5 separate regions of the Mus musculus genome follow, and all the other regions are linked to region 5. The links are chromatin contacts, called in public Hi-C, Micro-C and promoter capture Hi-C maps. All regions are on one chromosome and are shown on one strand. The core of a region is the stretch at or near the end of the contact, and the rest is flanking DNA. Distances in the headings are between cores, read along the strand shown. Region 1 holds the start of Camkk2 (calcium/calmodulin-dependent protein kinase kinase 2, beta). Region 2 holds the start of P2rx4 (purinergic receptor P2X, ligand-gated ion channel 4). Region 3 holds the start of Gpn3 (GPN-loop GTPase 3). Region 4 holds the start of P2rx7 (purinergic receptor P2X, ligand-gated ion channel, 7). Region 5 holds the start of Pheta1 (PH domain containing endocytic trafficking adaptor 1).

What was found. Promoter capture Hi-C pulls out the DNA fragments that hold promoters and counts their contacts. A called contact is a pair of places that touch in the nucleus more often than the background predicts.
Region 1: a Micro-C map of embryonic stem cells shows a contact between it and region 5, with 2.9 times the contacts expected there. The contact joins the promoter of Camkk2 here to the promoter of Pheta1 in region 5. A contact is called at or near these places in 1 of 39 promoter capture datasets (hippocampal neurons), 2 of 484 Hi-C or Micro-C datasets (both in embryonic stem cells) and 3 of 115 datasets of contacts at active chromatin or transcription factors (bone marrow-derived macrophages, embryonic forebrain and pancreatic cancer cells).
Region 2: a contact with region 5 is called in a promoter capture Hi-C map of pre-B cells, with 4 times the contacts expected there. The contact joins the promoter of P2rx4 here to the promoter of Pheta1 in region 5. A contact is called at or near these places in 2 of 39 promoter capture datasets (hippocampal neurons and pre-B cells), 1 of 484 Hi-C or Micro-C datasets (pre-B cells) and 2 of 115 datasets of contacts at active chromatin or transcription factors (bone marrow-derived dendritic cells and pancreatic cancer cells).
Region 3: a contact with region 5 is called in a Hi-C map of embryonic fibroblasts, with 7 times the contacts expected there. The contact joins the promoter of Gpn3 here to the promoter of Pheta1 in region 5. A contact is called at or near these places in 6 of 39 promoter capture datasets (the 3T3-L1 cell line, erythroid cells, hippocampal neurons and 3 more), 3 of 484 Hi-C or Micro-C datasets (cortical neurons, embryonic fibroblasts and embryonic stem cells), 6 of 115 datasets of contacts at active chromatin or transcription factors (astrocytes, bone marrow-derived dendritic cells, embryonic stem cells and 3 more) and 1 of 9 other capture datasets (liver).
Region 4: a promoter capture Hi-C map of hippocampal neurons shows a contact between it and region 5, with 5 times the contacts expected there. The contact joins the promoter of P2rx7 here to the promoter of Pheta1 in region 5. A contact is called at or near these places in 1 of 39 promoter capture datasets (hippocampal neurons) and 2 of 115 datasets of contacts at active chromatin or transcription factors (bone marrow-derived macrophages and pancreatic cancer cells).

Annotation. Positions count from the first base shown.
Region 1 is chr5:122,777,029-122,781,653 of GRCm38.p6, reverse strand. It overlaps Camkk2 (calcium/calmodulin-dependent protein kinase kinase 2, beta), which reads left to right and starts at 2,244. Exons shown (of 17, transcript NM_001199676.1): 1 at 2,244-2,402.
Region 2 is chr5:122,706,099-122,710,619 of GRCm38.p6, reverse strand. It overlaps P2rx4 (purinergic receptor P2X, ligand-gated ion channel 4), which reads right to left and starts at 3,076. Exons shown (of 12, transcript NM_011026.3): 1 at 2,833-3,076. The coding sequence starts at 2,966.
Region 3 is chr5:122,369,778-122,374,502 of GRCm38.p6, reverse strand. It overlaps Gpn3 (GPN-loop GTPase 3), which reads right to left and starts at 1,995. Exons shown (of 8, transcript NM_024216.2): 1 at 1,847-1,995; 2 at 484-592. The coding sequence starts at 1,894. It overlaps Fam216a (family with sequence similarity 216, member A), which reads left to right and starts at 2,161. Exons shown (of 7, transcript NM_026883.4): 1 at 2,161-2,620; 2 at 3,930-3,988. The coding sequence starts at 2,556.
Region 4 is chr5:122,641,348-122,645,558 of GRCm38.p6, reverse strand. P2rx7 (purinergic receptor P2X, ligand-gated ion channel, 7) reads right to left here and starts at 1,632. Exons shown (of 13, transcript NM_011027.4): 1 at 1,361-1,632. The coding sequence starts at 1,485.
Region 5 is chr5:121,845,947-121,850,549 of GRCm38.p6, reverse strand. Pheta1 (PH domain containing endocytic trafficking adaptor 1) reads right to left here and starts at 1,553. Exons shown (of 4, transcript NM_175474.4): 1 at 1,426-1,553; 2 at 4-80.

The DNA.
Region 1 (4,625 bases), core at 995-3,494, 930 kb before region 5:
CTACTATAAATTTGGGGTTGGGGAGGGGTCTACAATACAGAAAAATACAGAACTATGTACCCACTATTCAGCATCAACTATTTTTGCAATCTATTTTACAACCATTTATAGAGGAAATAAAACAGCTATGTCATCTTCCTATACTCCCTGTCCCATTCTCTGCCCTCAATTCCTTCCTTTACTCATCTATCATTATTGTTTTGTCTTTTTGGAAGCAGGGTCTATATAGACCTGGAACTTCCTACCACCTTGAACTCATGGAGATCCTCCTGCCCCATGCCTCCCAAATACTGGGGTTAAAAGTGCCCGACCCACCTTCCTTTATTTTTATTCCATGTGTATGGGTGTTTTTCCTCAATGCATGTCTGCGAACCACATGCATGCTCTGCCTGAGAAGGCCAGAAGAGGGCGTCAGATCCCCTGGAACTGGGGTTCCAGAGGTTGTGACCCATCATGTGGATACTGGGAATCGAACCTAGATCCTTTGCAAGAGCAGCTGGTGGGTGCTCTTAACTACGGAGCCATCTCTCCAGCCCGCTTCCTTTTTTGGGGGGGAGGGGTTCAAGACAGGGTTTCTCTGTATGGCCCTGGCTGTCCTGGAACTCACTCTAGACCAGGCTGGCCTCGAACTCAGAAATCCGCCTGCCTCTGCCTCCCGAGTGCTGGGATTAAAGGCGTGCGCCACCACGCCAGGCTATCCAGCCGGTTTCCTTACCGTTACCTCCTACCTGGTAGGCAAGTCCTCTACCTCTGAGCTACCCCTCTAGCTGCCTACTTCCGTCTTGATGTCAGACCATCATGCATCTAACATGAACCGATTCTCTTTGACGTTCGCACAAGCTTGTGTCCATAAGCATACACCGTGTGGAGGTCATAGAACATGTCCCTCTTGAAATCAGAGCATCTGTGCTTGCCTCTGCACCCGTCCCTTACTGGAGAGAGGCTATTATCCACCCTCTAGGGAAGAAATGGGGAGAGTCATTAGACCCTCACCTGAGATTACAGTTGCTCCCGCCTCTCCTCCTGTGCAGACCTCCAACAGCACCTGGCCCCGGGAGATGCTAGAGAATATAAAGGGGTGGGTAAACGAAGGAGACACTCCTTCTGGCAGGTCACTGTCCATGCTGGAGATGAGTAAGCCCAATAAACCCATTGGTTCACCAAGCTGGGCTTGGATGTTTTTGATCTGTTGTCGGCGCCCTATTTTGGGTGAATAGGCATTTGTTCATGTCTCCTCAGGAAGTCAGTCAAGAGTGGGGCTTAAAAAGACACGCAAACTGTGCATGATACTGTCTCCTGCAGCTTGCTGTCTTACGCTACATGTTTTTGTTTTCCTTTTCCTGTGGGGGTACAAATAGATCTAACAGTCCTTTTAACTATTGTGTACTATTCCACTTCGTCTCGCTCCAGTTGCTACTACTAACAAATAAATGGAAGAGCGCTTAGCAGTATCAGAGGTGGTCATCTCATTAGAACGCTCATTGAGTTTATTTGTCCGGTCCTGGGGACTGTTTGTGAGTGCCCAGCCTAGAAATATGGCAATAATTTATTGAGGGCTGAAAATCGACCCAGTTGACAAAGAGCTTTGAATTCTTAGTGAATTTGACATCTCAACCCTTTGGCTGCCGGCAGAAACATGCATGCAGACAGCCACTGGTGAACATCCGAGTCTGAGTTCACCGGCCCCCCACATCCAAGGCCACCGGGTGAGCGAGCCCTTGAAATACCCTTTTTTTTCTCCGTTGTTACCCAACTGGGAGACTAAATATTTTAAGGCTCCAGCAAAGTAAACCGTCAAAAAGGGGAAGAATGTTTGGTCAGTCTTGTGGAGAGACCTAGAACTTCGCTGGGCTGTTCAGAGTGAGTGATGCATTTTAGGGCGAGCCTGCAGCAGTGGTCAGAGGGGTGGTGGCTGCGGAAGGGTTTCCCCATAATGGGCGTTGCCCCGAAATCCAGGGAGGGAACCGCCAGACGGCTCCTGGGTTTTCCCCCGTCGCCTTTGGGGGAACTTCTCCACGCTCAGGGACAAAGCGGCGTGGAGCATCTCGCAGGAACCGAGACCCACTCCCAAACTTGCGGCCTGTTCGCCCCTGCGCGAGTCGGGCCTCGCTTCCTGTCGCCTCCTTCCCCCCACCCCCCCTCCCGCCTCCACCTCCGCCCCGCCGCTACTTAAGTCTCCGCGGGACCCGGCGCGCGCGGCCGAGGCTGCGGCGGGCACGCGCGCTCCACGCCGGGTCCTTGGCCAATCAGCAAGGAGCCCGAGGCGCCGCCGCGCCGCGCGCGAGCCGAAGCCCGGGCGGCTCCTCCCGTGGAGAGCCGAACCGGACCGAGCCGAGCCGAGCCAAGCCGAGCCAAGCCGAGCCGGGGGCGCAGAGCGCGGGAGGCGGCGGCGCGGAGCCCAGGTGAGCTGGCCCGAGGCGGGCCGGGCTGAGTCGGGGGTGGGTGGGGGAGGGACGCAACCTCCCCGTGGGTCTTTGGGTCCCGGACGCGCGCGGGAGCCGGCAGACACAGCCCAGAGGCGGGCCCCGAGGGGACCCCACGTGCGCCGCCCCGCGCCCCGCCACGTGGAGGGCTGCGCCCCCTTTCCCCCTGGCCTCCGGAGCCGGGCGGCGCTTGGGGTCCGGCGGCAGGAGCCGGCCAGGAGTTCCGCACCAAGGTCCGCCGGCCAGGGCGGTCCCGGATCCCAGCGATGGCCTAGGCCACCCCTGGCGCTTGACAGGTGCGGAACCTGAGCGCGCGGGAGCGTCCCACCTCCGCAGGCTGCCAGGCACGGGGAGGACCCTGGTCCTAGGGGCTTGGACCCGAGTCTGCCCTCTGATCACCCCGACCTCACAGGCCGACTTGATCCTTTTGACCTAAATTTACCTCTGGGCTGCAGCGCGCGATGCATAAAGAGTGCCTGCCGGCTCCCTCTGGCACAGCCCTGGGGTGGTGGTGCCCCGCTATCACCGGGGCTATGCCAGGGTTCTCCCCACCCCCTGAATGCCCAGTTTGGGAAACGGGGTGTTTTCACAGCTCTGTCAGCCTCCTCCCCGGCTGCTCTCACTTGGAGATGAAGAGGTGGCACTTTGCAGGGGGATGGAGCAGGGGGTGGAGGACATCTCAGGTGCCATGGGCAAACAGCCTCCTGATCTGGGGGTGGGTGGGTCATGCTCCGCATTCATTACCCTAGATGCAACTTTTACCTTCCTCAACCTCCTCTGTGATGTTCCCCCAGTCCTGGAGTAGAAACTTCAGGTGCCCTGGGGCATTAATGATGTCTTTTACTCCTCCTCCTGACTCTGCCCCCACAGGACCTAGAGGAGGATTGCTCTGCCTCCCCACAGCTCCTTTGTTCTTTGGAAGTGGCAGGGGCTGCCGCTGTTCCCAAACCCACAGAAACTGCGGTTTCAGAATAGATCGTGCTATCAGTGTACAGAAGCAGCTTCAGTTTGCCCGATCCCCCTCCTTGTACACTCTACTGCTGTACACTTCATCAAAAATGTCATATGCCGGGCCATGGTGGCATACACTTTTAATCCCAGCACTCGGGAGGCAGAGGCAGGTGCATTTCTGAGTTCGAGGCCACCCTGGTCTACAAAGTGAGTTCCAGGACAGCCAGGGCTACACAGAGAAAGCCTGTCTCGAAAAACCACAAAACAAAACAAAACACAAAAACAAAAGAAAACCCCGTCATATGATGAGCCCCTACCTTGGATAACCGTAATTACATTTTTCATTTATGCCAGGAATAGAACCCAGTGCCAGCAGCAGGCTAAGCCCACCTTTAACTAGTGAGCTTACACTCCCACCCCCTCATTAACATTCATTGAGTTCTTGATGTGTGGCAAATAACTTTATCTTGCCTGGGTCATCTCATTTGATGCTAACCCAAATCCTTTGTGGTGGGGAGTTTTTGGTCACCGTAGTTGAGAATAGGAGATTAAAGTGCCTAGTATTGAATGGCTCAGAGAGGTTAGTTAACTTAGCCAGGATCACACAGACATTGCCAGGCTTCCCTTGCCTTTCTGGGGGTAGGTAGCCCAGGCCTGTTTGCTAGGCTGTGTAGGAGGACACAGACAGAGGTGCTGCTGTCCCAGCAGGACTCAGGCTTGGCTTTCCCTGCAGTTGCTGGTGGGCTAATAACTATGCAGTATTTCTTAGAGGACGGTCCCACCCCTCCTGGTGAGCATTTGGAAACACGTGGGAGGTGACTTTTGGCTTGTCAAAATGAGACTAAGCACTCTTGGTGTTTAGTGGGCAGGAGCTAGGGAATGCCAAATGTCCTATAAGAATGTCCCTACCTCAAATGCCAGGAGGGAGATGCTGAGAAATGCTGTGAGCCTCAAGTGCTGGGAGAGAGGGAGAGAGGGAGAGAGGGAGAGAGGGAGAGAGAGAGAGAGAGAGAGAGAGAGAGAGAGAGAGAGAGAGAGCACGCCATGGGGTGCTATTTCTGGAGAAATCTGTTCTGATGGGAGTAAATCCCAGCGGCTCCCTGGAGGAGGTGTCAGTTATGCCAAGGCTTCTGAGATGGGCTGAAAAGTTGAGGGACTGGGTAGAGGGACTTTGTGATTGGCTGTGGACAGTGGCTAGGGCTGCTTTCTTTCCGCTATCCTGGGAATCTGTACATGCGCTGTGTCAAGTTG
Region 2 (4,521 bases), core at 1,827-4,326, 860 kb before region 5:
TTTCTGAGTTCAAGACCAGCCTAGGTTACAGAAGTTACTGGCCAGATAATCACAGATCTTGTCTTTAAAAAAAAAAAAAAAAAAGAAGGAACAGGAAAACTAATGACATATTTTATGTGGTCCAATATAGGAAAAAAATTGGGGGGGTGGAATAGGGGACGGGATGAGACAGGATTTCTCTGTGTAGCCCCAACTGTCCCAAAACTCACTCTGTAGAACAGGCTGTCCTGGAACTCAGAGATCCTGCCTCTGTCTTCCCGAGCACTGGGATTAAAGACTTGTGCCACCACCACCCTGAGACATCATCAATTTCTAAAGTATTAGACTGGAACTGGACTTGGTAGTGTACACCTGTAATCCCCTCACTTGGAAGGTGGAGACAGGATTGGGAGTCCAGTCTCGTCATCCTTGGTTACAGACTGAGTAGGATAGCCTGGGCTACATGAACCTGTCCTACCCACAAGCCCCACAACCTCCTTGCTGGTGAGATGGTTTCAGCGGGTAAAAGTGATCACCACATATGTCTAAGAACCCGAGTTCCATCCCTGGAACCCACAATAGAAGGAGAGAAGTGACTTCTAAAAGGTGTCCCCTGGCATCCTTGTGTGCTGTGGCATGTTCCCGCACTCATACACAGATACATACCCAAAAATAAAATCAACATTTAAACAAACAATAGCACAAAGCTTGTCTGGTATGCAGAAGGCCTTTGGTACCTCAGGGGAAAAAGTACTGATATGGAATTTTACTTTTTTGGTGTACTATATCAAATATAAAACCTCGTGTGTTTTTTTTGTTGTTTTTGTTTTAGTCTGAGTGCATTTTAATTGAGACAGCTTGAGCATTCAGTGGCTGCATGTGGCCCTCTTCCAATGACAACAGCCACAGAATCTTATGGGTGAACAGATTATCCCAGGAAAACAAAAGCCGAGAGCTCAAAGCTACTGGTGAGCCCCTGATTCCAGATACTCCAATCCAAGTTATTTAGTGAGCTAGCAGCAGGGCTCAGTACTGGAGAGCCCATCCCGAGCACTGGAATTATTCACTCCAGAGACTTAATCTAATCTGCATTTAGATACTGGCCTCTCAGGCTGGAGAGATGGCTCAGCGATTAAGAGCACTGACTGCTCTTCCGAAGGTACTGAGTTCAAATCCCAGCAACCACATGGTGGCTCACAACCCCCTGTAATGAGATCTGACGCCCTCTTCTGGTGTGTCTGAAGACAGCTACAGGTACTTAATAAAAATAATAAATAAATCTTTGGGCTGGAGCAGTCAGAGACTGAGGGAGTGGGTTGACCGGAGCGAGCAGAGGTCCTATATACAATTCTCCACAACCACATGAAGGCTCACAACCATCTGAACAGCTACAGTGTATTCATATACATAAAAATAAAAAAAAATCTTAAAAAAAAAATAGATACTGGCCAGGGGTTTTTCAGGTACTGGTGACTGAATGACTCCAAGGCCTCATGCTAAAGAGGACGTTTTTTGGAGACAGGGGCTCACATAGCTCAGGCGAGCATTCTTCTGCCTCAGCCCCATGAATACTGGGATTGCAGACATACTGATTACTGCCTCCTCCAGCTTCAGCGAGTCTTATCTAGTGTCTACCGCTTCCATATGGTGGAAGCTACAACCTTGTGAGCGGAAACTCCTCTGCATTCTTTTGAATGCCCTTAGGCGGTCTGAACAGATTCCAGACCTAACACCAAAGCAGGAGACCTGTTGATTTATTATTTAGTTGGGACACTGTAATAATTCTGGTTGTCCTGAAACTATGTAGACCAGGCTGGCTTTGAACTCATAGATATCTGCCTACCTGTCTCTCACCAGTGCTAGGATTAAAGGCTGTATCTTAGGCATTCTTAACCATCTCTCTGGGCCATCTCTCCAGCCACCTGTGTACCTATTTCATATACCTAAGGCCACACAAAGCTTTCTCAGGTGAGTGTGGTCAGGCACAGAGGTCTTACAGCTCTGAGTCAGTTTGTGAATTGGCAATCTATCTGTGTTTTTTGTGGATTCCTAAGTGACTCCAATGTGTTGTTTGGGGACCCGTGCTTTAGGCCCTTTAGTAAGAAAACAGATCCACCTGTCACGCTAGCAGCTGTTGACACTCGAATACCTTGAAATTGGGCCCAGGAGGCAAGGTAAGGTTCACCATCTCTCCTGGGGTGTATTACAGCCTTACAGGTGCATCCAATTAAAATTAAACGTTTCATAACGCCTAGTGATGGGAGGGTATATATAAACAGTAATGAAGAGCAGAGTTTAGAATCAAAATCAGGCGGGTACTCATATTCCCAACCAATCCAACAAAACAAAGGAAGTGACCTTGGGACACTTTTGGGAAGTGTGACATCTCAAGGGTACTGGGTTATCAGAAGCTTCTTAAGGTAACAGAAACCACAGACCCAGAAAGTACCGAATGAAAACCACAAGCCTTGGTTTCTGTCCGAGTTTGAAAAGGAACCGAAGAGAAGTCCGTGACGCACAGAGTTAAGCCTTCCCTGCCCTGCCCCTCCACCAAGCCAAGGCGCAGCATGAAGCAAGTCGGGAGGGAAGGATGCGAGAAAGATGGGGTGACAGTCTAGCTAAGACGAGGCTTAGCTCCCAGGACGTCCAGTAGTCCCCAGTGTCCTGTTCAAGCTGGTTCCAGGTGGCTTGGCTAGAGCCCGGCGAGGGCGTGTCGCCGCCCCTTGAACTCGGGGAGGAGGGGCTTGGCCGGCTCAGCTATTGCCCCAGACCCAGAGAGCGAGCAAGGGGGCGCTGCCAGGTCCCGACAGTCTGGGTTGCCCCCAGCCGCGGCCCCTCCCCAGGCCCGCTCACCCAATGACGTAAGCCAGGATGAGCAGCTGCACCACGCGGTTCATGAGCCCCACTTTACGGCTGCGGATGAGCACGATGCGCGGCGTGTCGTACTCGAACAGGAAAGCCCGGAGCACGGAGCAGCAGCCTGCCATGGCTCCGCCGCCCGCTGCTCCGCGTCGTGGCCACCGCGGGTCGCCTTGTCGCTGCCACCACCACCACCGGGTCCGGGCAGCAGCCCCGCCCAGCAGCTCGGCCCGGAAATAGGCGGCGCGCGACCTGAGGAGCGCGTCTCCTCCCCCTCTGCCACCCCAGGGTGACGCCCCAACTCGTGACCCTCTCAAAGGGACGATCTAAAAAGCAAGAGTGGTATAGCACTAAGGGACGAATTACCTCTGGAGCAGGGAGCAAGGTCAGCTCCCGGAGGGACAAGGATAATGACGCCCTCAGGCCTAGGATTGAAAGGCAGACAGTTGAGTTCTGTTGCAAAGGACAGCTCTGCGGTTCAGATATAGGATAACGAGCCGTGCGCCAGGGGAACTTGGATAGGAGTTACATTCCTAGAGGACCCGAGTGCTGAAGAGTCAGTCCCCTGACTGAAGGAGGCAAACTTGATCTGGATGTAGTGGAGGGAGCCCCGCTGTGCTGCTTTATGAAACTATAGGGTGGGTGAATAAGTACCTGGTGTACTAGGATGTCTGCAGAAGTCAGCCACAAATGCCACCATATACCCCTCTTAGGCCTGAAGCCGATCCATGTCCCTACCCCTAGTCAGATAACTGTCGTAGTTGCACCTGAGAGGAGGCAACAGCCAGCACCTGGGGGGTGGGGGGGGGTCCCTGTAGCCATCTTGCTATTGAGAATGGCTTACCGCAAGCTTAGGGAGAATTGGAAAAATTCAAGCCCGTGGGGAGACACCATTGTTAAGGTCACATATATCCATTCCCTTCCGAAGTTTTTTTAATAGGCGTTTTATATTAAGTGTAACAGATACATCCAAGTACCCTTATACCAGGTACTGTCCAGCAAGCATAGTGAGAGCATCTCAGCCCTGTGCAGTATAAATATAGCAGGTAATATACACAAGGCTTGAGGTTCTAATCAGACTCCTCGCGGTTCTTTTCATTTTCTGCTCCATGCATCTTTTATTTCATCTGAGTTAGCTTCAGCTTCTGGTCACTTGGCTCCATGGATCTGAGAGAGCATGGTGGACCTTACAGAAAGGCATGGGGACAAGGTGTGTCTTTCCACCACCAGGTCCCAGGGAATTAGTTATTCCAGCTGGCTTCACCTCCTTTGTACCGCCTCCCAATGCTAAGATAAGATTTGCCGTTATGTCATAGCTCCCAATGTTAAGGTCTCTCAGCATCCAGTCCCCTCTCAGCATTATCTCCCACGTAGGGAAGAAGCCTTCAACACATGAAGGTTTGGGAAGAACTCTTCATACACAAGTCATAGTGCCCTGTTACCAGCGACTCATCACGGGATTTGAATGATTTTGAGTTTTAATCTAAGGCCTAGTGGGAAAACATGCCAGCCTGGTGTGGTGGCACATGCCTGTTATCCCAGCAGTCCGAAAGCAGAGCTGGGAGGATTGGCACAAGTTCAAAGCCAGCCTGGTTTATATACCTAGTTCTAACTATAGAGTGAGACCTTGTTTCCGTCTATAGTCAGTGAGTAGGATAGATGCTGCCAAATTTGACAACCTGA
Region 3 (4,725 bases), core at 746-3,245, 520 kb before region 5:
TTTTAAATTTTTTTTATTTTCTGGTTTTTCGAGACAGGGTTTCTCTGTGTAGCTCTGGCTTTCCTGGAACTCACTTTGTAGACCAGGCTGGCCTTGAACTCAGAAATCCACCTGCCTCTGCCTCCCAAGTGCTGGGATTAAAGGCGTGTGCCACCATGCCCGGCTGAGCCTCACCTTTTTTAAGCCAGCACAGGTGCTATTTACTGTGGACAAACCATCTTACCCCCAACTCACCAGAGTAAGCAACAAGGGGACCAGAGGGAAAGGCAGGGAGGCAGGAGCCCGCTCACCTTAGAGTCTCCCAGCAAAGACCAGAAAAGGAGGCCATGGCATCCACACCCACAAACACCACCATGAAATGGCCCGTGGCCTCATCTTGCTCCTCCTCACCCCGGGGCTGAGCACGTGAATAACTGAGCAGCCGGCTTCCAGTGCCTTCTGAGCTTTACGGTGCCTGAAGAAGGTGGCCCTGCCGGGACTTACCGGCCATGACAGGGTAGTTGAAGTGTTCTGCCGCCGGGTCCAGGTTGACCACCTGGACAGATCGGTTGAGGGCTTCACAGTGCTGAACCATGGTGGAACAGTAGGTGCTCTGTAACGTGACAAGGTGGGGGGTTAGCACCCAAGGCAGTAGCGTACCGCCCTCCACATGCCCAGACAATTCTCCCCTCTCTGAGCCAGTGTCCACCCAAGCCAAACTGCACCTCCAGGGAAACCCTGGGAAGGCGATGAGACCAGAGCTGCAGATCTAGATGCAGGGCGTGGGCTCAGGATGTTTCTTTAACACAGTCTACAAATTAACGTAGGTTACAGAAATGACCTCCTCCACGCTCCACGCTTCCTTTTGACAGCCTGTTCTCTCTACCTAGGACAGCCCCACCATACAGATGCACTGTAACTGACAGGTGAGCTGTGTACCTTCCAGATCAGATGACAGGCCCTGTGGAGTCACACAGCCATCTCTAGTACTCTGAATATTGTATTTATTAAATATTAAAATGATACAAACACCTCTATAGACTCTAGGCATCCCTCAAATGTCACCATTGCCGTTTCTACTGTGCTTAAGTGTCCTTAGCATCATTCTCTTAATATGTACACAAAGAAACACTGTATCACACAAAAAAAATAAATATAAAAACTAGAGCCAGGCAGTGGTGGCAGACGCCTTTAATCCCAGCACGTGGGAGGCTGAGGCAGGCGGATTTCTGAGTTCAAGGCCAGCCTGGTCTACAGAGTGAGTTCCAGGACAGCCAGGGCTACACAGAAAAACCCTGTCTCAAAGGAAAAAGAAAAAAATGCCCACAAACAGTGCATATCTACAAACTTATCTGAAACCCATACTCCAAACTTCTGAGAAAAAGGGAAGAAAAGACCCCATACTGGGTGCGTGGCAGGGGGCCTTGTCTGGAATTAGACAGGGGAAAAAAAACCAAAAAAACAAAAAGACCAACAACCCAGACTCAGATTCCGGGGCGGACCTAAGTAAGCGTATGATTTTGAACAAAATAAACCTTTCTGTGTTTGTAATCTGTAGAATGGGTATAGGATCAAGCACACAGAATGGATATGAAGACACCTGGAACGACCAGGGCAGTTCCTGGAGCAAAGGTGTCCTGCAGCTCTGTCTGGGTGCTGGACAGAACTGAAGTCTTTTGGGAGGACAGAACAAGCTCTTGAGCGCTCAGCCCTCTCTCAAGCCGCTCAAGAGCTATTAAAGCTGCTATCACTCCCAGACAAACAAAAAAAAAAAAAAAAGCAAGGTACAAGCAGAGAGCAGGAAGCCGTATACCCAGGGTTTCCCCGGAGCCCAGCCACCCACGCACCGCAGCTCCTCCAGGCTCACCTTCCCGCTGCCCGCGGGGCCCATGACGAGCTGCGCATATCGAGGCATGCCGCCTCTCCGGGGGTTTCACACACAGCCGACGGCCACACTCCCTTCAGCCTTCGCGCGACAGCCACGGCGTTCCGGGGAATGTGCGTAGGAGCCAATCGCAACCACAGATCGCTCGTTCAGCACGGGTATTTACTACACCATAGACTACGGAGCGTCCCCAGGGCCAAAATGCCTTCCGAAACGCGTGCCGTGCTCAGAGAGGAGGCGGGGACACGAGTTCGTTCACGCGTGCGCAGAGAGAGAAAGAGAAAGAGCCGAGAGCCGTTATCGGTTGGGCCTCCGGCGAAGGCGGTTGCCTAGGTGATAGCGGATCGCGAATTACGCTCCGCGCCCCCGGGCCGCAGCACCGGTGCTTGGGTTTGACACATAGGGTGACAACCGAAGGTCTGCAGGTCCTCTGAGGGTCTAGAATACTGAGGTGGATAAGGAATACTTGCTTTAGGGTGCGTGTGGATGGATTTGCCCTGACGCGTCCTTGTCAGCGAGAGATGCCCAGGCGCAGGAGCCTGGTTACCTGAGGTTCCTCCGCCCTCGGGTCTACAGCTCCAGGAACTCGGGTCTTCCTCCGCACCATCCGGCGGCCACTTGAGCAGGGTCGGAGTGGGGAGAGCCGGAGGCCGCCGACTCAGAGCCGGTGTGGTGCACGCGTGTGGACGGGATGCCGAGCCGTTGGCCCGGGGTCGCGGGGCCGCCCGCCTTGGCCCGGACGGAAGGCGGTGAAGGGTGAGGCGGCCTTGGGAACCCCTGCCGAGGAGGCGCGAGACGGGGGGGGGGGGGGGGGGGGGGGGAGCGGGCTCTAGCGGGGCTCGGCTGCCGAGGCGGCCTCGGAGCAGGACAGAGACTGAGCTTTCGGGCTCCTAACCTGGCGGGGAGCCGAGGGTCCAGCCGCCTCGGGCCTGGGAAGGTTTTAACTGTCCCCTAGATGGCTGAGGACAGTTGACTTCTGATATCACAGCTGGATGCCATGCTTCCCTGTCCCCCTCCTGGCCTCCTTCCTTAAAAAAATCAAGAGGCGGGATGACTGGGATCCAACTAGGCCCACAATCATGGCTCTTGTAGAATCTGAATCCGTGGCCATGAAATAAAAATATATTTATGTTTATTAAGTACATTATTATTAAATGTACATTTTATTGTAAATATATATTTGGTGCTAAGACTTTTTTTTTTTTTTCCCCGAGACAGGGTTTCTCTGTGTAGCCCTGGCTGTCCTGGAACTCACTGTAGACCAGGCTGGCCTGAACTCAGAAATCCACCTGCCTCTGCCTCCCGAGTGCTGGGATTAAAGGCGTGTGCCACCACTACCCGGCTACAGGAATCAATTTCATTTTTTGAAAAAAGTAAAAAGACCAGATCCATGATTGGAAACAATTAACAAACCAGCGTACTAGTTCCAGCACAACGTAATTGTTCTTTCCAGGACAGAAATTACTTCTATTAAAGAACAAGAAAGATATCATGTGGCTAAGTACAGGAACCAAGCAAACTACAGGCTTGATCTCACTGTAGAATTAGACTAGGACGCTATGAGACCAGATTTACCTAAGTCCTTTCTGGTAAAGTAAATATTAGACTAGGGATCCAGCTTGGTGGTAGTAGAGCACTTGTATAGTGTTGGTTAGCCCTGAGTTCTATCTCCCAGTAACATACACACACTCACACGTTCATCCTAGTATGCTAAAAATCTGACCACTCACTTAGAAAAAGCTGTATTCTTTTTTGTAGCCAATCTAGAGGAGAAACTTGGTAAGACATTGATGGAAACAGGAAAAAGTCAAGAGCGTGTGCAGCTGTCTCTGTTTTCAGACATCCAGTCCAGCTGGGAGTGGTGCCGCACGTCTTTAATCCCAGCACTCTGGAGGCAGAGGCAGGCGTATTTCTGAGTTCGAGGCCAGCCTGGTCTACAGAGTGAGTTCCAGGACAGCCAGGGCTACACAGGGAAACCCTGTCTTGAAAAAAAAAAACCCAAAACATTCAGTCCTCAGTGGCTATGAGGCTGCCAGATTACATTATGCGTGTTCTTTGCTAACAGATCAGCTGGACATTCTTATCCCCAGAATTCCAAGGGCACTGGCGAGCAGCATAAAGCAGGTAATGCATGTGGATTACAGATTTGAGAGAACCCAGGTTCCCTGTAACTAAGTACACAGTGCAGTGTTACCAATCGGCAAAATGGCACAGCAGCTAAGGACACTTGTGGTCAAGCTGGACGACCTGAGTTCAGTTCCCCCAGAACCCACCGGGTAGGCGAGGACTCTCCTTTTGAGTTGTACTCTTTTAAGAGTTTCAAAGATGAGCTCTTTACCTTTTGTTAATATATAATGATTTTTTTTAAAGTACCAGTGAATTGTAAAAGAAATATGTTTAGAATTAGCAACGGTTGGAAAGTGCAGGGCTTTACACCTGTTGTTTACACATGCACTATTGGGGAGAATCCTGCATGAACAGCTTCGGAAACCATAAGCTATTTCACAGGAAGCACTTTCAAAATACCACTTTGCTGATCAAGTTAAGAGAGAGAGGAAAAGAAAGCCTCTAAGGGCCTCTTAGTAACTTTGCAGGCTAAGGGTTAAGGGGAGGTCGGGTGTGCTGGCCTTGGTGACATGGGTGTTTGTGCAGGGGATGCCAGAGGACAATTCTGTGGGTCACTTCTCTCATTCCGTTTGACAGTCCAGGGACTGAGGTCAGATTGCCAGACATGCTGGGCACATCCTTTCCCATCTTGTCAGGCCTGCAGCTCATCTTTATTGCACTGAACTGCTGATGAGGGATCCCGAGTATCATTTGGTGTTGATTCCAGATGTTTGTGCTGCACTTTAAAATAAAGG
Region 4 (4,211 bases), core at 383-2,882, 790 kb before region 5:
GGAAACGGGAGCCAAAGCCACAATGAGAGAGCACTTCACACCCACTAGGTTAGTTCCAGTCTGAAAGCCACAGCATCGCCCGTTGGTGAGGATGTGGACAGAGTGGAGACGGATGCTCTAAGGTGAAAAGGTGAAGCTGCCACAGAGGACAGTCTAGCAGTGCCTACCAGGGTGCATGCAGTTGTCACATGACCTAACAAGTCCCCCTCTCCCACCCCAGCCCCAGGTAAACCCAGGAGAGATTAGGACATATGTCCAGGTAACAAAGAGAGAAGCAACCCCAAGTAAATCTGGTGAATGAGTAAGAAGTCTCTAGAGGGCTGTCTACTTATATAGTATTGTACTTACATACAGTGGAGTGTTATCCAGTCATAAATAGTCTACAGCATCAACACACTCGCTCTAACACATACCTGAACACTGAAAACATGCTAAGAGGAAGAGTCAGTCGCAAAGGACCGCATGCCATGTGATTCTATTTATATGAAATATATGTGTGTGTGTATACATACACATATACACATACACATACACATACACATACACATACACATACACATACACACATACATACATACATACATACATACATACATATGTAAATCCACAGGAACAGAAAATGGATTGGTGGGTCCCTGATCTAAGGGACAACCTTTTAGGCTGATAAACAATGTTCTTGTTTGGTTGGTTTTGTTTTTCAAAAAAAGGGTTTCTCTGTGTCGTCCTGGCTGTCCTCGAACTTGCTTTGTAGACAGACAGGCTGGACTCTGCCTCCCCAGTGCTGGGACTAAAGGCATGCACCACCACACTGGGCTGAAAATGTTCTTGATTTTGGTGACCGCTGCACAGCTCGACGAATACATGGAAAGCCATGGACATGAACACTGTAAATCAGTGAAAGTCCGGGGTACACATTTTGTACCTTCATAAGAGGTTTTTAAAGGACCTCCAAGATGCTCTAAAAACGACATTTGCAAACCTGGTTCTATCTCTCCTAAGCAGGAGGATAATTCAGAGCCCACAAGGGAAATCCCCTTATCTCTGTGGGAGCCCAGGGTGTTGGCCTGTGTCTCCCAGGTTCCCCGGGCATGCCCTGCCCTGCTCGCTCATCTTGGCAGGCCTTGGCTGCAGTTGAAAAGGCCAAAGGGAGGCACACAGTCTGCCACCCTCTCTCTCTGCGGCTTCCTCCAGCTACAGCCAAGCACAGCTTCCTCTTACTGTTTCCTCCCAGCGGGCTATGAGAGTGTGTCTCAGATTTAAGGACCCACATAGAATCCAGCCAGTGCACCAGCAGCTGCCTCGTGGGGCTGCCGACGCTGTACAGTGCTGCAGAGATCGGCCCATCCCACGCCCCGCTTACCTAATGTAGGAAAAGACGATCATGTGCAAGACCCACTTGACGGTGCCATAATTCGTGCTCTGGATCCGGGTGACTTTGTTTGTCTCATACTGCAAGACATCGTTCCAGCTGCAGCAAGCCGGCATGGCGACAGGCTCGCTCTGTTCAGGCTGGACTTGGGCTAGACCTACTTCCCAGGCTAGACCACAGCAAACCCTCACCTAGGAGCAGCCAAAGGAAACACACCGATTTCTCAGCAGGAACGGTTAACTTCCAGTTCCTCCAGTGACTGCAGCGGGGGCGGGTCCTGGCAACTGCCCTGAATGTGAGTGGAATAAACAAGAACCAAGTCCTACAGGCCTGGCTGGCAGATGACCCCGCCCCGCTAGCCTCCCCCAGACGCCCGCACAAAGATGGTGTTCAGAAGATGGGCATTTTTAAAATTCCCCCTCCCCACCCCCTTTCCTTGTGCTCTTTTGGAACTCATTTCATTTGAGAGAAAAGGGCAGTCCTTCAAATGTTGTAAGACCCAGTGTGACTCAGACAAGGGCCTAGATGCGACCACTGCCTCAAGCCCCCCCACCCCCACTCAGACCCATCCATTTCTTTTGTTGCCTGTTTGAGACCTGTTCTCAAGCAGCCAGGCTGACCTTAGATTTGTTACTCACTCAAGGCTAGCTATGAACTTCTGATCCTCCTGCCTCCACCTCCCGAGTGCTGGGATTATAGGTGAGCCCCACCGCACCCCACAGAGATTATCCCTTTGTTTTCCGGACAACCCTTTGTTCAGTCCACATGTACAGGTGCACCCGATGACTGAATGGCATCTTTGTCCTCCGCTGCTCCACGGGATACTCTGGTCTGCCAAAGATGGCTGCCAGATCAGATTCATTGTGGGATGGGAAGATTATATCCACGCTTGTCTCACTCTCTCCTCCATCTACACTTCATCCTGCTCGGGACCCGGGAGGTCATCTCATGGTCCAGTCAGTCCTAGACCACCAAGAACAAAGCTGCATCCAGTATCCCTCCTGACCATGGAGACACCTCATGAGAGAGGACCAATGCTATCTCCAAATAGTAGAAGAGGTAGCCTCATTGTAGAATTCTGAGGAAGGTGGAGTTGAGAGGAAATCTTGTTTGGTTGATTTTTTTTTTTTTTTTTTTTTTTTTTTTTTGCTGTGCGGTTTTGTTGTTTTATTCTCTATTTGTTTTGTTTTGAGACAGGGTCTCGTGTAACTCAGACTTCTCTGTAACTTACTGTGAGGCTGAGACTGACCCTTAAGCCTTCATCTTTCCCACACCTCCAGCTCACAAATTCTGGGACTATAGTTGCGAGGGACCACACCAGGGCTGAAACCCTGCTCCGACAGGCTGTAGGAAAGCAGGATGTATAAAGCAGGCCTTTCCCACACGGTTTACACAGTGGATCGGTGGTCCTGGGTGATAAAGACCCGATCGTCCTCAAATGAGGCACCTGCAGAGCCTGGTGTCTGAGGCTCTGTCCTAACGTGGCTATGGCTGCTGCTTCTCTGAGACCTGGAATCTTCCAGGCACAAGTGGGATGTTAGACGTTAGAGAAAGGAAGCAACAGTCACTCAGGCGTTATCCCTCCCTAGGGAGAAAGAACCATCTCCCCGCAAGCATCCCAACCTACTGCTGTCTTGCCTGCTGCATTATGGGCCAGGCAGACTTACATGTTTCCAGCCTAACTTAATTTGTACTTTCTCCTCCTTATGATCTACATCAAGGCCCCTGCCCCTGTTGGCTCCAGTTCAAGGGACTAGAAGGCAGTGATGCTAGATGCGTCTCCCAACCCTCTCTGTTTACTCGGGAGGCCCCGGAGGGGTAAGGGCTTCCCTCTGTAGCCCTCTCTAGCCAGCACACTTTTTTTTTTTGAACATTTATTTATTTATTATATGTAAGTACACTATAGCTGTCCTCAGATACTCCAGAAGAGGGCATCAGATCTCGTTACGGATAGTTGTGAGCCACCATGTGGTTGCTCGGATTTGAACTCGGGACCTTTGGAAAAGCAGACGGCGCTCTTAACCACTGAGCCATCTCGCCAGCCCCTAGCCAGCACACTCTTACCGCTTTCTCTTAACTCTGCCCTGACCTTTGTCGCTACTCTTTCAAAACTCGGAGGAGTACAGTAACCTTCAATAAATGGGACCAGTGAGATGACGAAGGTGCCATCAAGCCTGATGACCTGAGTTCGGTCCCCAGGACCCGAATACTTGGAGAGAACTGACTCCATTAAAACTGTGCACAAATATGCACAGGTGGTCACGCAAGCTACACACACACACACACACACACACCAAAGATGAATGTAACAAATAGTAGGCCAAAGGGCTTCCATTAGAGCAGTAAAGTCTAGTGGGTAGAACTAGAGGGCTAGCTGCCTGATTTCCAAACCTGGCTTCATATTGTAACAACTCCATGGCTTCTGACGGTTCAGTTCCTTCCCTGCATTCATTTCTTCACCACCCCCCCCTCCAGGAGTCTAAGGAGCTAGGGGATATAGCAACGAATGGGCGTACAAGTCCAAAAAATATCCATCCGCTAAAGAACGCATCAACAAAACCGTGGCACATCCGTATGACAGAACAGCAGTACTCAGTCATGCAAAGGAGTGAGGAGCAGGTGCTTACTATAGCGTGGATGAGCCTAGGGAGACGTGAAAGGAGCCAGACACAGAAGGACATCTCATGATCCCATCTCTAGAAATGCCCAGAACAAGCAGATCGGTATATGGCTTCTCTTGCATCCCCTGCTGAGCCTTTCCCATGGATCTTCTATGGTATATCCCTTGGGGCTCTTTCTTTCACTACTATAACAGTCCGTGAAGGCTGTTGTCTTAGTCTGC
Region 5 (4,603 bases), core at 304-2,803:
TACCTGCGTCAGTCCAGAGAGGGGGTGTGGGGGCTTCTGTCTGGCTTTGAGTGTCCAGTGTGTAGCCTGTGCTGGGGAGCCTACACGGCAAAGCAAACCTTTGTCAACGTGAGGACTGTGACAAGGGGTCATGCCTAATCGCACACTTATAGATGTGGGAAAAAATGACCTGGCCAAAGAACAGAGCTCCACACAAACAGCCCCATGGGGCAGAAACCTTGGGGTCCTTCTTCCCCACCAAGACTGACAATATTACCTGGTGCCCATCAGCCATCCTCCCCCAACTGCCCAGATGGGGGCACCCTGGCCAAGGTCACCAGCAGACAGAAGGCCCAGCCAGGTCCCTAGCCCTTGCCTGCTCTGGCTCGGCAAACAAGCAGGCTCTAGCTTCCCCTTGGAGGGAGGGAGTGCTCCCTGCTATTCAACCGTCTCTGCTCTGTTCAGGTTCAAAGTCTGCTGAGGGCTCCGAGCTACAAGCAACAGGGTCTAAGCACGATGCTTTAGGGACCAAATTCTTGTCTGGGCTGGCCCAGGCCGGAAGCCCAGTTACCAACACTTCCCAGACCTCAGTTTGCCTCAATGGGCTTCATGGAGGCACCGATGAGCTAAACTAAGGACAGCCTGTGACAAACTATAGGGGGAAAGTATTCTAAAGCAGGCGAAGGCACCCAATGTGGCGCTCACACCTGTCATTCCAGCACTTGGAAGGCAGACAAAAAACGCCACACATGCCAGGTATAGTGGTGCACACCTTTGATCCCAGCCCTCGCGATGCAAAGATAGGTGGATCTATCTGTGAGGCTAGCCTGTTCTGCATTATTGAGTTCCAGGCCAGCCAAGGGTACACATTAAGCTTCTGTCTCATTTAACAACAAAACCGGCCGGGCGCGGTGGCGCACGCCTTTAATCCCAGCACTGGGGAGGCAGAGGCAGGCGGATTTCTGAGTCCGAGGCCAGCCTGGTCTACAAAGTGAGTCAGGGCTACACAGAGAAACCCTGTGTCGAAAAACCAAAACAAAAAACAAAAAAACAACAACAAACCCCACCAAAAACAAAACAAAATAAAACAGTTTAGCGGATAAAGACGCTGGCTGTCAAGCTTTCTGACCCGAGTTTGATCCCCAGAAACCAAGTAGAAGAAGGAAAGCCCGGACTCCCCCCAAGTTGTCTTCTGACCTCCACACACGCACACGTAAACAAAAGTAAATACATAAAAAATTAAGACAAGTGATGAGTCCTCCATTCGTGGGGTCACAGCTGGCCCCGCGGCTAGGACTCGAGGGAAACGGAGGCAGGGCATCACCACCGCGGAACCTCAAGCCCCCGTGGTGCGCCGGCCGGGCCGCGATGGAGGCCGCGGGCGGGTCCCGGGCGACAGCCGCGCGGCTGCCGACCCCGTCGCGGTCCCGTCCCGCCCGGCTTTACCTGGCTCTGGGACCGGCGCGACGGTCTGTCCTGCCCATGGCCCGGAACAGCTCGGGGGCCGGCGACGACAGGGCCCTTTGTCTCCCGGAGGCCGAGTGGCGGCGACCCGCGGGCGCCCCTTTAACCCTGAGCGGCCCGCCCAGGAGGGGGAACGCCTCCGAGCCACACGCGCCTGCCCATTGGTCAGCCCTGCAAGGTCCCGCCCCCGAATTTACCACGCCCCCACACGCGCGCCTGAAAAATCCCTCTTAAAGGGACCGTGCCAGGGTCGGGAGTTCCCAGAATTCGGTCCCGGAGCAACCTGGCGAGACGGCTCAACGGCGCTTGTCGCCAAGCCTGGGGAAATATAACGTGAAAGATGCCAGGGAACCGCCTCCCACCAGTTGCTCAAGGTACACACAGGATATCTAGTGAGTCCGAGACCATCCTGGCCTCGAAAACAAAAAATAAATAAATAAATAAAGAAAGAAAGAAAGAAAGAAAGAAAAGAAAAAAGAAAACGTTCAACCCACAGCGTTTCCAGAGAAAATCAACACAAGTCTGTTTTAAAACGCAGAGGATACCGAGCCATCCAAACACTTGCCTAAATTAAGAGAGAGTTCTAGAAGTGAGCAGAGGTAGAGGCCCACCGACCCACTGCACCCCTGCGTGACCTCCCAGGAGTCGCTGGGATTCTATGCAAAATATAAAGACAAGCGTGGTGTTTACAGGGTGTGGCTCAACTACAGGCGCTCCCAGTAAGTAGGAATGGCCGGGGTTTCCCCTCTCCCCAAAAATCACACAGACCCACCTCCCAGAATCCTTCACTTCCTTTTCTTCCTGCCTCCTCCTCACTTCCTTCTACTTTCCTGTCCGGGGTCCTCCTAGCCGGAGGACAAGAGCGAAACAGGACAGACCAGGATCCCAGGCTTCATTCCACCGAGTCTCACTAGCGCCTACAGTGGTGCAGACTGATCCAGAGAGAAACAGCTCGGAGTCAATCAAAAAACAGTTCTAACAGGGCTTGGTGAGAGGCAGAGAATAGGCGACAGCCGCCGGGAGTGCGGGGCTGAGACAAACCAACGCTCAGGAATGGCCACTGAGGGGCAGCGACCTAGCCCACTGGAGACCTGCAGGAAGGGTGTCCCGGATGGAGGAAACCGCAAGTCCAAAGGCACAGAGAAGCGCAGAGAGCAAGTGGAGGAAGAAGTTACGTGTTGGAAGGCTTTTAGGAAGCCTTATTGCATAGGACCCTGTGAACTTTGGGAAATCTTTGTTTTCAGGTGTGCTTGGGAGCACGTGTAATTTCAGGCCTTGGTAGGGAGTGGTAAGAGGACATCTGGAAAGCTATATATATATATATATATATATATATATACACATATATACATATACACGCAATATTTTATATTATATATTATATACATATATAGCTATATAGCAAGATTGTGCCTCAATATAATAAAATATTTATTACTTATAATTAATAAGTATTAAATAAATCATTAATTTATTAGATAAACTAATTAATTTACTAGATAAATTAATTAGTACACTAGGTTGGTCTTGAACTCACAGAGAGCCTCTTGTCTGCCTCCCAATTTGGGGGATTTATTTCCCGCACTATGATGCCTTGCCTGTGGAGGGTTTTGAGGAGAGATGCGATCTCTAGAGGGCTGTAGGACAAGAGGGAAGGCCAGGAGGCCAAGCGGAAGCCTACTGTAGTGGTCTGAGCAAGTCTTGATGACAGTGTACTGGCTGGTTTTGTGTATCAACTTGACACAGCTGGAGTTATCACAGAGAAAGGAGCTTCAATTGAGGAAATGCCTCCATGAGATCCAACTGTAAGGCATTTTCTCAATTAGTGATCAAGGGGAAAAGGCCCCTTGTGGGTGGTGCCAGCTCTGGGCTGGCAGTCTTGGGTTCTATAAGAAAGCAGGCTGAGCAAGCCAGGGGAAGCCAGCCAGTAAGTAACATCCCTTCATGGCCTCTGTATCAGCTCCTGCTTTCTGACCTGCTTGAGTTCCAGTCCTGACTTCCTTGGTGATGAACAGCAGTATGGAAGTGTAAGCCGAATAAACCCTTTCCTCCCCAACTTGCTTCTTGGTCATGATGTTTGTGCAGGAATAGAAACCCTGACTAAGACAGACAGCTTGGAGGAGAGAGTAGGGGAGTAGTATGGAGCTGGCAAACTTGGTGCCTGTTTTTAAGATCTATGCCCTCTGTGTAGCCCTGGCTGTTCTGCCTCAACTTTATGAACCAGACTGGCCTCCAACTCACAGAGACTTGCTTGCCTCTGCCTCCAGAGTGCTGGGATTAAAGGTGTGCGTACCACTACTCAGCTATTTTTTTGTTTTGTTTTGTTTTGAGTTTTTCGAGACAGGGTTTCTCTGTGTAGCTCTGGCTGACCTGGAACTCACTCTGTAGACCAGGCTGGCCTCGAGCTCAGAAATCCACCTGCCTCTGTCTCCCAAATGCTGGGATTAAGGGCGTGTGCCACCACCGCCGGCTTATTTTTGTTTTTTTAATCGAAGTGAAATTCACTTGAAAAATCAATTTCAGAGCAACCGACTTGACTGTGTTTGATGCGCTCCCAATGTTACCAAGCAACTACCTTTGTCTGGTTGTGGGCAGGTTCGTTTGTTTGTTAAGGTGGGACCTCGGTATATCACTCAGACTGGAATTGGATTCGCTATGCTCCTGCCCGTATCCCAAGTGCTAGAATCCCAAGTCAAGCATGACCTTGCCCAGCTAGGAAACATTATTATTATCTTGGAAGAAGATCCCAGGGCTGGGGCTGGCTAGCTCAGTGGTACAGTACCTGTCTAGCGTGTGTGAGGTCCCAGCTTCAATTCCCAGCACCGCACCGTCAAAAACGGGAGACTCAGTCCCCACACCCCAGGCTAGATAACCTCAGACAGCTTTGCATCTCTGTGGATTCCACAATCAAGCGCACCGAATCCACGTTGCCCGTTCCTGCCAGAGTTCCCTCTCCAGGGCTCAAGGCTAGGTCTTGCTGCAGTTGGCATTCTATCCTTCTCCTGTCTGAGTAAGGTTCCATCCTTGACCCAGAATGCATCTTCCTTCTCTGCCCCTCCACCTTCGTGTAACCAATACCTCTGGGGCTGGGGACTGAAGATGGGAGGAAGGGACCATGACTTAGAAAGTCCAGAAAATAGAATTAGGGAACCAGCGCTGG